Linked DNA regions of Macaca mulatta: region 1 is linked to region 2. The links are chromatin contacts, called in public Hi-C maps. All regions are on one chromosome and are shown on one strand. Each heading gives the region's core, a stretch centred on a gene start, on an enhancer-like site or on the middle of the called end of the contact. The rest is flanking DNA. Distances are from core to core; before and after follow the strand shown.

What was found. Hi-C and Micro-C count contacts between places; a contact is called where the count stands out from the background.
Region 1: a Hi-C map of fetal cortex germinal zone shows a contact between it and region 2, with 4 times the contacts expected there. The contact joins the promoter of PSMA2 here to the promoter of HECW1 in region 2. A contact is called at or near these places in 2 of 14 Hi-C or Micro-C datasets (fetal cortex germinal zone and fetal cortical plate).

Annotation. Positions count from the first base shown.
Region 1 is chr3:85,452,406-85,459,052 of T2T-MMU8v2.0, reverse strand. It overlaps PSMA2 (proteasome 20S subunit alpha 2), which reads right to left and starts at 4,067. Exons shown (of 8, transcript NM_001266881.1): 1 at 3,999-4,067. The coding sequence starts at 4,039. MRPL32 (mitochondrial ribosomal protein L32) reads left to right here and starts at 4,250. Exons shown (of 3, transcript XM_001097622.5): 1 at 4,250-4,397. The coding sequence starts at 4,268.
Region 2 is chr3:85,261,250-85,267,620 of T2T-MMU8v2.0, reverse strand. HECW1 (HECT, C2 and WW domain containing E3 ubiquitin protein ligase 1) reads left to right here and starts at 4,563. Exons shown (of 29, transcript NM_001265810.1): 1 at 4,563-4,802.

The sequences.
Region 1 (6,647 bases), core at 2,818-5,317, 190 kb before region 2:
TGTGCTTGTTTTCTCACCTGTAAAATGAGCACACAGTAACCACAACTGGTTTTCCGTATCAGTGGATTCCACAGGGCTGACTATAGAACTTGAGTACGCCTTGACTTGGTATTTGTGGGAGTCCTGAAATCACCATCCCCTAAAGGGGTCCTGTACCTATTTCAAAGCATTGTTGTGATTAAGTGAAGTAATTCCTATAAAACTGTCTGGCACAAAATCTGTAACAAGCACATACTGAATGGTAATGTTATTAAGAACATGTATGTGTTTGTTAAAAACCAAACAGCAGCATATATTTCAAGTGGGGGGGGGGTGGTTTTAGAACACAGACATGGCCTAAGACAGTAACACCTAGATATCACTCACAGTTAAGTATTCTCTACATAATACACAACTATTTCTAGAAGCCACAAGATGGTCACACTTAACAGATCTGGTTCCATGGATTTGGTAGCTAAACACAAGTCTTAAACTGGCCTTTTAGAGTTATACTTTATTTCAACCTGGTTGTTTAATTAGAATCATCACAAACCAACCTAATTTCATATATAAAGTCTGAGTGAAAGTAATTTGTCCAAAGTGACACAGCTAGATCCTTATCTCCCAACTACTATTGCAAATTTCAGAAGTCTGTATTTTCTCTTCATATAATTACAAATATTCCCTTGGTCACCCAAATCTCAACTCCATCCCTCCTTGCTCCAAACACATAGACTACTCTCAAACTTCAAAAACCTCACTCACAAGCTAATCCCTCCATCTGAAATGCATTTCTCTATTGCCCTGTGAACTCTTTTCCTTCAATCATGTCCTAACGGAAGTTGCCCTGACCCCTCAGATTAAGTTGAATACCTATTCACTGATGCCTGTGATGTCCTGTACTTCCTCTTTGCCTAAGATTCATCATATCTGAATTATTATTATTATTATTTTTAGAAACAGGGTCTCGCTATGTTGCCCAGGCTGGTCTCAAACACCTGGTCTCAAGCAATCCTCCTGCATTGGCCTCTTTATTATTTTTACAATATTTGTCTTCCTCAATAAAGTCAGCTATGTTCAGTCAGGATTCCAGCACATAACCTAGTACCAGGAATCTACAATCATTTGACTGATAGAGACACATCTAGACCAATTAAAGAAACAGACCTAAGGGTGACAGCTCTAAGGCTCTTGATATAATTAGTTAATTTGAGCAGAACAACATCAACTGACATTTAAATTAAAAAATTAAGCTGAACTTTTTTTCCTTTAATAGTCACTATTTCAATAATCATGTCATAACTTTCTGGGTCCATCCAGCTTTCAATTATTGTTCAATACCTAATTCATATACCCCTGGGTAACATTTAAAGGTTCATATAAACTTAATAGTTACCTTTTCTCTGTTCCTATTAACTGTACTTACCTATCTTTACCACTGCGTGAAAGCTCATTGACCTGTGAGCTGGCTGAGCAATCAACCATCTTTATATTCCATAATGCCACTGGCCCATTCCATAGCATCAGTATCCCTACATGGAATAACTGAAATAGCCTTCTATCTGGTTTTCCTTTCTCAACCTTACTTCCACCCCCAGTCAAAGTTGCCTTTGTACCATGTCACCTCCACTTAGATTTTGTAAGAACTTCTTTGTTCACTTAAAATAAAATTTCCTTCTCTGGCCTACAAAGCCCTATACGATTAGCCCTCTCCCACGTCACCTCCTTGCTCACAATAGCACATTTGCCTCATTTTCATTCCTTTAAGAGCTCAAGCTCCTTCCCAGTTTCAGGGCTTTCAAACATGCTGTTCCCTCTGTCTACAAGTCTCCTTATTTCTATATCTTCAAATAGCTGCCTACTTTTAATCTTCCAGTCTCAAAAATCACCCCGAAGCACAAGCCTTTCCTGATTACTCAATCTAAAGTCATATTCCTTTCTTCACCCTTTTTAAAATAAAATTCCTTAGTAAGAGAATTTATTAGTAGGCACCAATTTGTTTACTCATTTATTGTCAATTCCCCAACCAAATGTACTCCACAAGAACTGTTTCATCCTGTATGGTGCTAGTCCCTTCCACCATTAGTTTAATTCTGATTACGAGAGGCTAGAAAAAAATATTTTATTTTTATTTAAAACAGCTGAATCCACCATGTTTAAAACAAACAAAACATAAGTTTGGTTTTTCTTAAAAAAAATTTTAGACATGGGGTATCGCTTTGTGACCCAGGCTGGAGTGCAGTGGCAGAATCACAGCTCACTGCATCCTAAACTCTTGGGCTCAAGTGCTCCTCTCGCTCTCAGGCACCCAAAAGCTTGGATTACAGGCACATGCCTGGCTAATTTTTTAATTTTTTCAGAGATAGGGTCTTGCTGTGTTGCCCAAGCTAGTCTTGAACTCCTGGGCTAAAGTGATCCTCCTGCCTCAGTCTCCCAAGTAGCTGGGATTACAGTTGTGAGTCACCCTGCCTGGCCAAAAGTTTATTTTAATAAAGAAATTTGTTACAAAAAGATTGAGTCCTGAAGGTATACGGTTGTTTTATGTTTTCAGCTCCACTAGGATTACACTTTCTTTGAGATAAAAGACCACATTTGCAGCCCGGGCAACATCACAAGACCCCAAGCCTTAAAAAAAAAAAAAAAAAAAATAGCAGGCAGGGTGGTGCACACCTCTAGTGCCAGCTACTCCAAAGACTGAGGCAGGAGGATCCCTTGAGCCCAAGAGCTGGAGGCTGCCAAGTCCCTGTCTCTAAAAAGAGGACCACATTTGTTTTCTTCACAAATATGAACAGTGAATACATCCTGCACACACTCTTCTGTCATATGTAATATGACACTTTTTATTGCATAATTAATCTTGTTCAAAGGTTACAAAAAAAAACTATTACGTACACTCACTGCTTACTGAAAACTGCCAAGAGAAAGGTACTTTTGGAATTTAAGACATTATGTAATAGAAAGTGTATTAATTTTTGTTATCAGAAAAAAATCCAGTTTGAATGTCAACTCAGCTACTAACCGATGACCTCAGACAAGTTATTTAATTTGTACAAGCTGTGGTTAGTTCATCTGTAAGAAGCTGAGATAACATTCATCATAGCAGTGGAAAGAGATGGAGCAGGTTACGGTTAAGTTGCACCTACACAGAAAGTACTCAACAAGTTAAATCCCGCCTGCCTTCAGTTGTCAGGACTACATTTGAAGTAAACTGGGCATTACTGATCCTTAAGAAAATGGGTAAGTCAGAAAACTTCCCCAGTCAATTTTTAAAAGTCTTCGTTGATGACTTCCTCACATTGGGAGCCACGGTTCGCCTCAACTATTTTGGAAAGTAAACTTACTATTCTAATCCCCTGTTCTACAATAGAAAAGCCTACAAACTTGTTTAAAGTAAACATCCCCCTCTGCGTTCCCCCTCCACACACCAAAAAAAAAGGCCAAAACTCAAACTGTTGCCTCGTTGTTAAGGGTTCACAAAAAAAGTGATAGGCGCTTTCGGTTTTTACTCCTTATGTTTCTAATTCATGCATCGAAGAAATCGAAAGCGGGAGGTTTTGAAAGACACTAGTGCCAAACGGAGACCAAGACTTCGACTTAACCGTAAAGCTGAGAGTTTTCCAAGAAAAGGGGATCCCACATATTTGACCATGATTCCGAGTTTCAGAAACCACCGCATCAGGTCCACTTGAGCCAGGAAAAAAAATCCTGGGTTCGGAACGGGCCACCCAAAGATGGTTGAGCTAAAACTGCCTTCTTTTCTAGTCTCCAAAGTGAAAGCGAATCCTTGGCTATGTGCCTCACCGTCCCGCAGCCCCCCGATCCTCCAGCAGCCTCCGACCAAGGAAGCTCCAGGAATCCCGAGCCGGCCTGGCAAATGACTTTGCAAAGCCGCATTTCCACCTCCATTCTCTACTGGACCCTCCAGAAGCACCAATCCCGACGTCAGGATGGGAAAAACTAAGTCGACAGAGCTCCTGCAACCTCGACTACGCTGAGGACCTCGAGGGCCCCTTCCATACCTGAATGTAGTCAGCGAAAAGCTGTACCCGCGCTCCGCCATCTTTACCCGAAGAGCCAAAGCACATCCGCATACATGCGCACTGTGGCCGATTTTCTTTCATTTCCCCGCCCCTCGCCCTTCCTTTTCTCTCTATGATTGGAGGAGAGTCAGAGCTGCTCCAAGAGCATGCGGGGTGTTGTAGTTCTAGAAAGGGAGGCTTGCCCGATTCTGTGCCTGTGCGCATGCTGAAAGCAGGGGCGGGACCGGGGCGGTCTTCCAGCAGGGAAAATGGCGCTGGCCATGCTGGTCTTAGTGGTTCCGCCGTGGCCTGCGGCCCGGGGCCTGCTTCGAAACTACTGGGAGCGACTGCTGCGGAAGTTTCCGCAGAACCGGCCGGGCTTTCCCAGTCCTCCGTGGGGTAGGTAAAGAAGGGAGAGGGGACTGATGACGGGACCTCGGGCAGCGTCGCAGACGCAGCTTACACTCTTAACCCTCTCCCGGGTTCTCATCCGCGGCCGCACGTCCGGGACGTAGTTCGTGACATTCACATATTAGCGAGAACATGACTGTTTTTGCGCTCCCTCCACCGCAAAAACAAAAAACAAAAAAAACTTCTGCTTGCTCCATTCGTACACAGGATGTAACCTTGTGTCAAAGATAAATCATAGCCAGCCAGTAATTAAAGTGCTGAAAACGGATTTTATTCAGTAACTACTGCAGATAAAGAGCTGAGCGCCATCCCGGTTCGTGCAGAGGTGACTTGGGCGTTTTAAAGGGAGAATGAGCGAGGCGGGAGTGTAGGGGCTCTGTAGAGTCAGAGAAGTGTAGTACAGTGAAGTCAGTGCAAATGTGATTAGCCGGCCGTGTCTGCTAGCTCGCAGTTATCTTAGGTAGGATTCTGTCCTCCCGCAGATAGTGGGAGACAAAGGCCCTATCCTTCCTAATGATTAGATATCGAAGGAATGGCTCTCAGGGCCTTGAGAGAAACGCTTCCGAGTTAGTTGCAAGGGATACGTATTTACAATTATGTGCCCTTTCCAGGAAATGCTCTAAGGGAGTTCAGGGACCTACTATCAGGAGTATGTTGGCTAAAATAAATAGGAAATTTTCCAGGCAGCGTTGAGCTTTCTCAGGCAGTCACTTTAAAGGAGGGCCGAGGTCATCCTAGGATACAGTCTTATGCTGCTAGAAACTATGCTAGAGTTTGGTCAAGTCTGTTGAGTTCAGGGATTTGTACAGAGTTGTCCTCCGAGGACAGTTCTGCAGGTCTCACTTGGCATCAAGGCTCACCACTCTCTGGATCTGTCTTTCCTTTCCAGCCCTGTCTTCACCTCACCTCCCCTTCCCCTCTCCCCCTGTACTCTTCCCTTCCCTCCCCTCCCCTCTTCCCTCCTTTCCTCCCTCCCTCCCGCACAGTACATGTTTTCTGTGGTGTTTGAGCTCTGAGGAGATGAATTCTGTTTCCCATATTTCACTTGGAATTAATCTTAATTGGAAGTATCTTGGATGTTGAAACTGTCATTGCTTTGGCATTTACATTCTACTCAATTTCTAAGCAGCCTGAAAGTGATAATATCCAGAAATATACCAAGAAAATATATGCCACTATATGCCAAGCAATGTGCCAAGCTTTCTACATGTACTTCCTGGGATAATCTTGACAACAGTCGTATTAGGTGTATACACTTTCCAACTGAAGCAGTAGGCTCACAATGGTCCCAAGTTCACAGTCCGGAGCCTGTGTTGTTAATCACTGGGGCATGCTTGGCAATACTTGTGGACATACTGAAAATAAATGCCAATTGTTAGGTGTTAGAGAGCTGTGTGCATTCTTAAGAGTTCTTAAAATCAAAAGAAGTATGGCGGCGGGGCGCGGTGGCTCACACCTGTAATCTCAGCACTTTTGGAGGCCAGGGCGGGTACATCACCTAAGGTCAGGAGTTCAAGACCAGCCTGGCCAACATCGTGAAACAGTCTCTACTAAAAATACAAAAATTAACCAGGCGTGGTGGTGCACACCTGTAATCCCAGCTACTTGGGAGGCTGAGGCAGGAGAATCACTTGAACCTGGGAGGCGGAGGTTGCAGTGAGCCAAGATCATGCCACCACACTCTAGCCTGGGTGACAGAGTGAGACTCAGTCTCAAAAAAAAAAGAAAAGAAAAGAAAAAAGAAGTATGGCACTTGTGAGAAATAGCAAGGAAAGGGTAAAGGAGTCTCTTGATTTTTATAAGCAATTCATAGTCACATAAATAAGGCCATACAGAGAAATGGTGAGCTGGCTCTTTAGAGAGCAGACAGGAATCAGTATCAAATATGAGGAGCTAAGTGACTTAAGGGGTTGTATCATAAAGGACCTGACTCAGTTTGAATATAAGAAAGGGCCAATTGGCAGTTACATCAGTGCTGATCAGAAGTATATTCAGGAAATCTGTCTAGATTTACTTGTAAATTAATCAGGTATTTACTACCCACCAAGTATTAATAGAATGTGGACAGTTGAGTGATTCTTTGCTTGTTTTGTTCAAGTTAGGTGCCTATCTAACTTGTTAAGAAACTTGATGGAATTTCACTGATCTATTTTCAGCAGGATCCACTAAGAAAAAATTCTGTGTTCCTTAAAATTGCATTGTATAAGCTTTAGTGTATTTTAATAGCTAAGGTATCCC
Region 2 (6,371 bases), core at 3,314-5,813:
AATGAAAAGACAAGCCATAGATGGGGAGGAAATATTCAGAAAACTTATCTGACAAAGACATTGTATCTAGAACATTGAAAGAACTCTCAAAACTGAACAATATAAAAGCAAACAAACCATTTAAAAATGAGCAAAAATTTTGAGCACTTTACTACAAATGATAGACGGATAGAAGAGAAGCACAAAAGTAGATGCTCACCATCATTAGTCATTAGGAAAGTCCAAATGACAATCTTGTATTATTGGCTACAATTTGTTCCTGTGCAGAGACTGTGTGAGATAGCTTCAACAGCTCGGTCCTTTTCCTCCCCTTGTTATAGTGCATTCACTTCTGACATTATGTTGAAGGCCTGTCCCCAAAGATAAAGCCTCGGATCGATTCAAGTTATCGTTTTCTCAGCATTGTAGGGACCATTTGTGAATTGCACTCTGTTTGCTAATCTTTATCTGCATGTGGCCTGAGATGAGCAGGTGAGCAGGCATGTCAGCCCCTCCCTGGGTCCTCCTGGGCCTCGAGTTACAAAAGGTGGAAAACACAGTTGCATGGGCATTATGATAATACAGGTGTTTGTATGTGCATCTCAAAACCTTCATCACCTTACGCCATTGTATAAGGTTAGTATTAGGAGGGACACATTGGGACTGTGACTTATTATTGTATTTATAACAGTATTTTGAGTACATTAGAAACTTAATAAATATGACTACTAGGATGGCTTTAAGATTCATGCCATGTCTTTTCCTTTCTCCACCGAATACTCTTCTCTTTAAGGTTAGGGCAGCTGACATCTGCAAACTCTAGATTCAAGGTCTTGTGCTTCAAACAAGACCTTAAGGAAATTACGGAACTAACATAGCCTTTTTGCTTTCTTCTGTAAAATAGGATCATGCTACCCAGACTACAGGGGAACTGTTAGGAATGAAAAACAAACAGGCCAGGCATGGTGGTTCACGTCTGTAATCCTAGCACTTTGGGAGGCTGAGGCAAGAGGATTGCTTGAGCTCAGGAGTTCAATACCAGACTGGGCAACTTGGCAAAAACCCATCTCTACTAAAAATACAAAAAACAAATTAGCCAAGCATGGTGGCACACACCTGTACTCCCAGGTACTCAGGAGGCTGAGAGGAGAGAGTTGCTTGAGCCTGGGAGGCGGAGGTTGCAGTAAATGGAGATTGTACCACTGTACTCCGCCCTGGGCACTGGAGTGAGATCCTGTCACAAGAAAATAAAAATAAAAAAGGACAATACACAGGAGTCTGTATATGTTGCCATTGTCCCTGGCCTGTAGAAGCTGCTCTATGAGGTTTCTTTATCTACTCAGGATGCGAAACTTTGTGTACTGCTACTTTAATATCTTTTGTCTTCCACATTAAAAAAAAAAAAGCAACTCCTCGGGAGAATAAAGCACACCACAAGGATTGCTACATCAATAACCTCTGTGAGAGATGTTGACTTGTCATCTCCATGATGGATAGAACAGAGAGCAAACATCTCTGAGCCAAGTTGATGCTGATTCACTGAAAATAATGAGGTGAACATCCTGGCAATTAGTTGAGGTAAAAAAATTATCCTTTATTGTGGTTTGGTGACATTGTGCTAATTTAGAAACCATGGATGCTGGTTTATGTGAGAGTTTTTGTTTTCTTTCAAGTCTCTGGTTGGAAACATCACATGGTTGGTTGCTGTTGCTGTTTACTGCCACAGCCTGTTCAAGTCTATTCTCGGAGAGTTTTCTTCATATAGGAATTGATACTAATCCAAGTGTAAAATCCGGAAAAATGTGTGCACAGCTTTCTGTGTGGATTCTTAGCTGAGGTTTGAAAAGTGGTCTGCTTTGAGCTCATCTGACCAGAAGATCTGACTGCTGCCGGGCAAAGAAAAGGGTCTGTCAGGAAAGGACTGGGCACCCCAAGTGCAATACGGAAAGAGAAGGGCTGTGACTCCTTTCGAGAGGGGCACAGCTGGTGAAGCTGCCTTCACATCGTCCAAAGTTTCCAGTTCTGGAAAGTTCCAGCTGTAAGAGTGAAATCAATGCCAAGAGGCAGGTCAGTGGAATGAGGGCCACTGAGAAACTAGCCACAGTGGGTGGAAGGGGAAGGAGATTTGATTTTGGGAAGTCTGTACTCAGGTCTTCAGTAAGGAGTTCTGAAGTCAGGGTGAAGCCTTTGTTTATTCTAGAGGAGGCGGGGTTTGGAGTCTGGGAAAGAAGATAACTTCTCAAAAAGTGAAAAAAGCTCATGTAAAGGGTGCTGGACAAAATAATGGGAAGGAATAAATCAGCATTGTAGAGAATGTGGTTGGATCATAAAATCCCAGGCTATAGAGATTATGTGCTCAAAGCCTCTGCATTTTATGTGAACACACACAAACCAAATGTCGACCAAATGCACAAAAATGTGCATACATGGAATAGTCAGCCACCAATAGTAACCAGCATTTCGCTTCTCTTTGCATCTCAGTTGGCTGTACCTGTAAGGGTCTAGACTTTGCCTCCTTCTAGTTCTAGCATTCTGACACTGTGTGCAGCGAAACAGAAAACCCGGTTTGGGAGTTAGGTTTGCCCAACAATGGATATTCTGGGGTGATTTTCATCCTTTGCATTTGTCATTACGATGTTTGTTTTGTGTGCTTGTGCAGATACAGGACGGTTCCTGAAATGTGTCTCTGAGCATTCTTAACTGTGTGTAAGGTAAGTCAGGAAAGTGTGTAAGACAGAGGCCAAGAACACCTGTCACAGGGCACCCGCCTAGAGTGTCTGTACTGCATCCTTTCTGCTACACTGTTTGCACACACACAAAAGGGCCGAGGAGCCGGGTCTGGTGTTGAATCTGCCCAGAACGCGTGCTGGGTGTTGGAAGGATGGGGCCGGCGGTAACAAGAATCAATATATATTTACCGCGGGGGCGGGGGTGGGGGTGCGCGGAGGCTGCAGGGCGGGGCAGCGCTAATGAGAGCAAGCCCGGCTTGTGGTTGGTTCTGGAGTCTGGTACCCACAGAGGAGCAGGCAGGGAGGGAGGGGATGCAAGCGGGAGGATAAAGCGATGAAGTGTGCTGCGTTACCGCGCATCAGGCGCTGTTGTTGGAGCCGGAACACCGTGCGACTCTGACCGAATCGGCCCCCTCCACGCGCACACACTCGTCGAGCCGCGCGCGCCCCTCCGCCGTGACAGTGGCCGTGGCCGCCGCTCGCTCGGGGCACCCGGCAGCCAGAGCGAGGCGAGAGCGGGCGGTCGCCAGGGTCCCCTCCCCAGCCAGTCCCAGGCGCCCGGTGCACTATGCGGGGCACGTGCGCCCCCCAGCTCTAACCTGCGCGCTGACAGGAGCATGATCTGTGCCCAGGCCAGGGCTGCCAAGGTAAGCGGGCGTCGCGCGGGGACACTGCCTGCCGCCCCTTCCCCCCGCCCTTCTCTGGGCGGCTTCCCCGCCGTACGCGAGGCCCCGGCAGCGCCCTCCCTTCCCGGGGACGAGATCCACCCTCCTCCCCACCCTCTCGCTTCTCCCGCGAGGTTCAATTGTCAGCCTGGGACGCGCCGCCGCCCGGGCTGGGCCGGCATCCCCGGGTGGCGACCCCGGCTTGGGTACGGCAGGCGCACCCGGCCCTCCTGCGGGGCACGGAGAGAAACAAAGAAGCCCCCAAGCGGGTTCGCAGCGCCTCGCCCGCTCCTCAGCGCCCTCCCAGAGGCGAGGAGGTGTCAGGGGAGGGGGCGGAGAGACCTACGTAATCCCCCTTCCCAGCCCACACCCACCCCTTGTGAACCAAAGCTCTGGATTTGCGCTTCGCCTTGGGCTCGCTTTTGAACAATTGTGTCCCATGCAATGCCGGTGGTTAGCCCAGCGAGCGCCCGGAGCCTCCGCACGGGCTCGCCGGTGCTCGCTCGAGGGGCGCGTGGCCAGGTCCGGCCCTTGCTCCCATGGATGGTGCAGGAGGGGAGGAGGCGCGGTGTAGGTGCTCCCCCAGCGCCTCCCTGTTCCCCGCCGGCTGCGCCGCTCAGCCGGGCCTGCCACCTGAGTTTTAGCGGGAGCAGCCCGTCATGTCGCCTACCGTATTGCGACTTGCATACAGGCAGGGAGGGAGCCACCGGGGGAAAAAATGCGTCCGGTCCATTTTTGGCTGGAGGTGCGCTTCCTGCTACCCCTACGTTCCCGGGCGGTGACAATGCAGCAAAATCCGAGGGCTCAAACAATGTGGCCCCTCCATCCCCGGCTCCAGGGCATTCTGATTGCTCTGCCGCTCTGACGTCCCGGCCAGTTGGCTGATTTTCAGAGCCATGATGCGCGGTGTCTCTGTCTTGCACACAGAGGCTGGGCACCATAACTTCTTCCCTGCCGAATTTCAGCGCGTGGGGGGAGCTGGCAGGGACACAGGCTGCAGAGATGCCCGGCTTCCTGTGGTTCCGGGCACAGCGCGCCTCAGTCTGCATTGGGCTGACACCAGATAGCATGTGGGGATTTTCCTAGTTGCCGAAGAAGATATTATTTGACGTTGCTGTAGTTTTGTGCTTACTTCTCTTGGAATCTGCAGTGGTGCAATTCTCCCCTTGTTTTTTCCCCCTTCTCTTTGAAAAGATATCAATGCTATGTTCAGCAGAAATGGATACAGCAAGAGCAACATAGTTCAAAAATTGAGGGAGGCATCTTCTCTCTTTTCCTGGGATTTAAACGCTATTTAGGAGGGCAGATGCCCTACCCGAAAAGGCCAACCTTTAAAGACCCCGGCAGTGTTGTGGTCCAAGGCGTCTCAAAGCAGGTGGCCAGATCTGCGTTTCTCATCAGCGGACTCGCTCCGGCTGTGGCTATTACGGTAATTCATTCTAGATTGGGGATTCATTTTAAAATGTGTGTTTTCCACTAAGAAGGGATTAGAGTCCACATGCCCACCCTGATATGAATGTGTGTGCCTGTTTGGTAGAGAGATAGATTGTGGTAGAATTCCCTGTTGCCCGTTCCCTCCGCTTGCTGCCTCCTCTGGAATGTGGCATTGGAAAAACAAAGCACTATTTTAATTCCTAGACCTCCAGGCAAATTGGCCGTTATAGTGTTTTATTTACTAAACCACGTTCTGACTAATTCCACACTATAATCCCAGTCTAGCGCAGTTGGCTGCTTTGTGGAATGACAGTTCTCTTTTTTTGTCTGGGGCAGTTTTTTCCTGAAGGCAAATTGCCTAAGTTTGTTTAGATTGTGACATTATTGACTTGGTAGGGAGGCCACATCCTGAGCTGGAACAGCCCATCAATGCATCAATACAGAGGGACTGCAGCTCTGTTATTTGTGTATTTTGACTTGATTCCTTTTACACTCTGGCTTGTAAAGATGGATGTATTACAAGATCACTTTGAGCTTTACCTTCTATTATGCTTCCATCTGATATGATTGTTAACAAAAGAAATATTAAAAGGCCAGATGTGATATTGAAAAACAAGCCTGAGTCTTATTCCATATGGTAAAGGAAGTTGGACTTGTTGTTTTCTATCGTTCTTTCTGGTTCCAGCATTCTGTGGTAACTGACAGAGGAGTAAGAAAAGTTACCCAGTGTTGGAAAGGCAAATAATTATAACGTGAACCATGCAAGCAAACCAAGGATTGATTATAGAATCTATGGCTTATTTTTATACCTTGCAGCTTTTAAAACCCAAGCGTCTGCATTTTCCCCATAAGTGAAATTACTCACCAACTCAAACAGGTCTTTTTTTTTTTTTTTTTTTTTTTTTTTTTTTTTTTTTTTTGTCCACTATAGCAAAACATTTGGTGGGGGTTGGGGAAAAGAGAAGAAAATTGAATTAATTGGATAACAGGTTTTCTCCTTTTGTGGAGTTATTCATTCCAACCCCATCTTAGATAATTAGGAATTTGCTTTTTCCAATAATTGGTTTTTGTTTGTTTCTAATGAGAGACTCCAGATAGCTGTTTCATCCTATGCAGTAATTGACAATGGCATGAGACTTACTTTCTCTGATGTAATTTGGTGTTGCTCACAAAACTTGCTAGTGCTGTTGCTTGTTATAAAAATGGTGAAGCAATGATTGGCCTAAATAGGCAGGCAGGCAGGCAGTGTTTTCATGCGCTATGGTAATTTTTATAATTTAGGTATAGTCAAGGTATTTGTTGATTCATGCTTAGCCACACAATTTTCTGTAGTTGTGCACTCATTTGTTTTAAGTTACAATCAAAATAACATCCTGAAATTACATTCCCTGCAAGGCATAATTAACCACTTCTCCTATTTTCCTATAGCCTTTTTGTTCATAGAGCCAAGATAGCATTTCAATATTGAAGTTATCTGAGTTGTAAATGTGCCACAGTCTCCTTATCTAAATATGGGATGAGCTTCTTCAGAACAAGGATATGTTTATATTCATCTCTCCAGCAC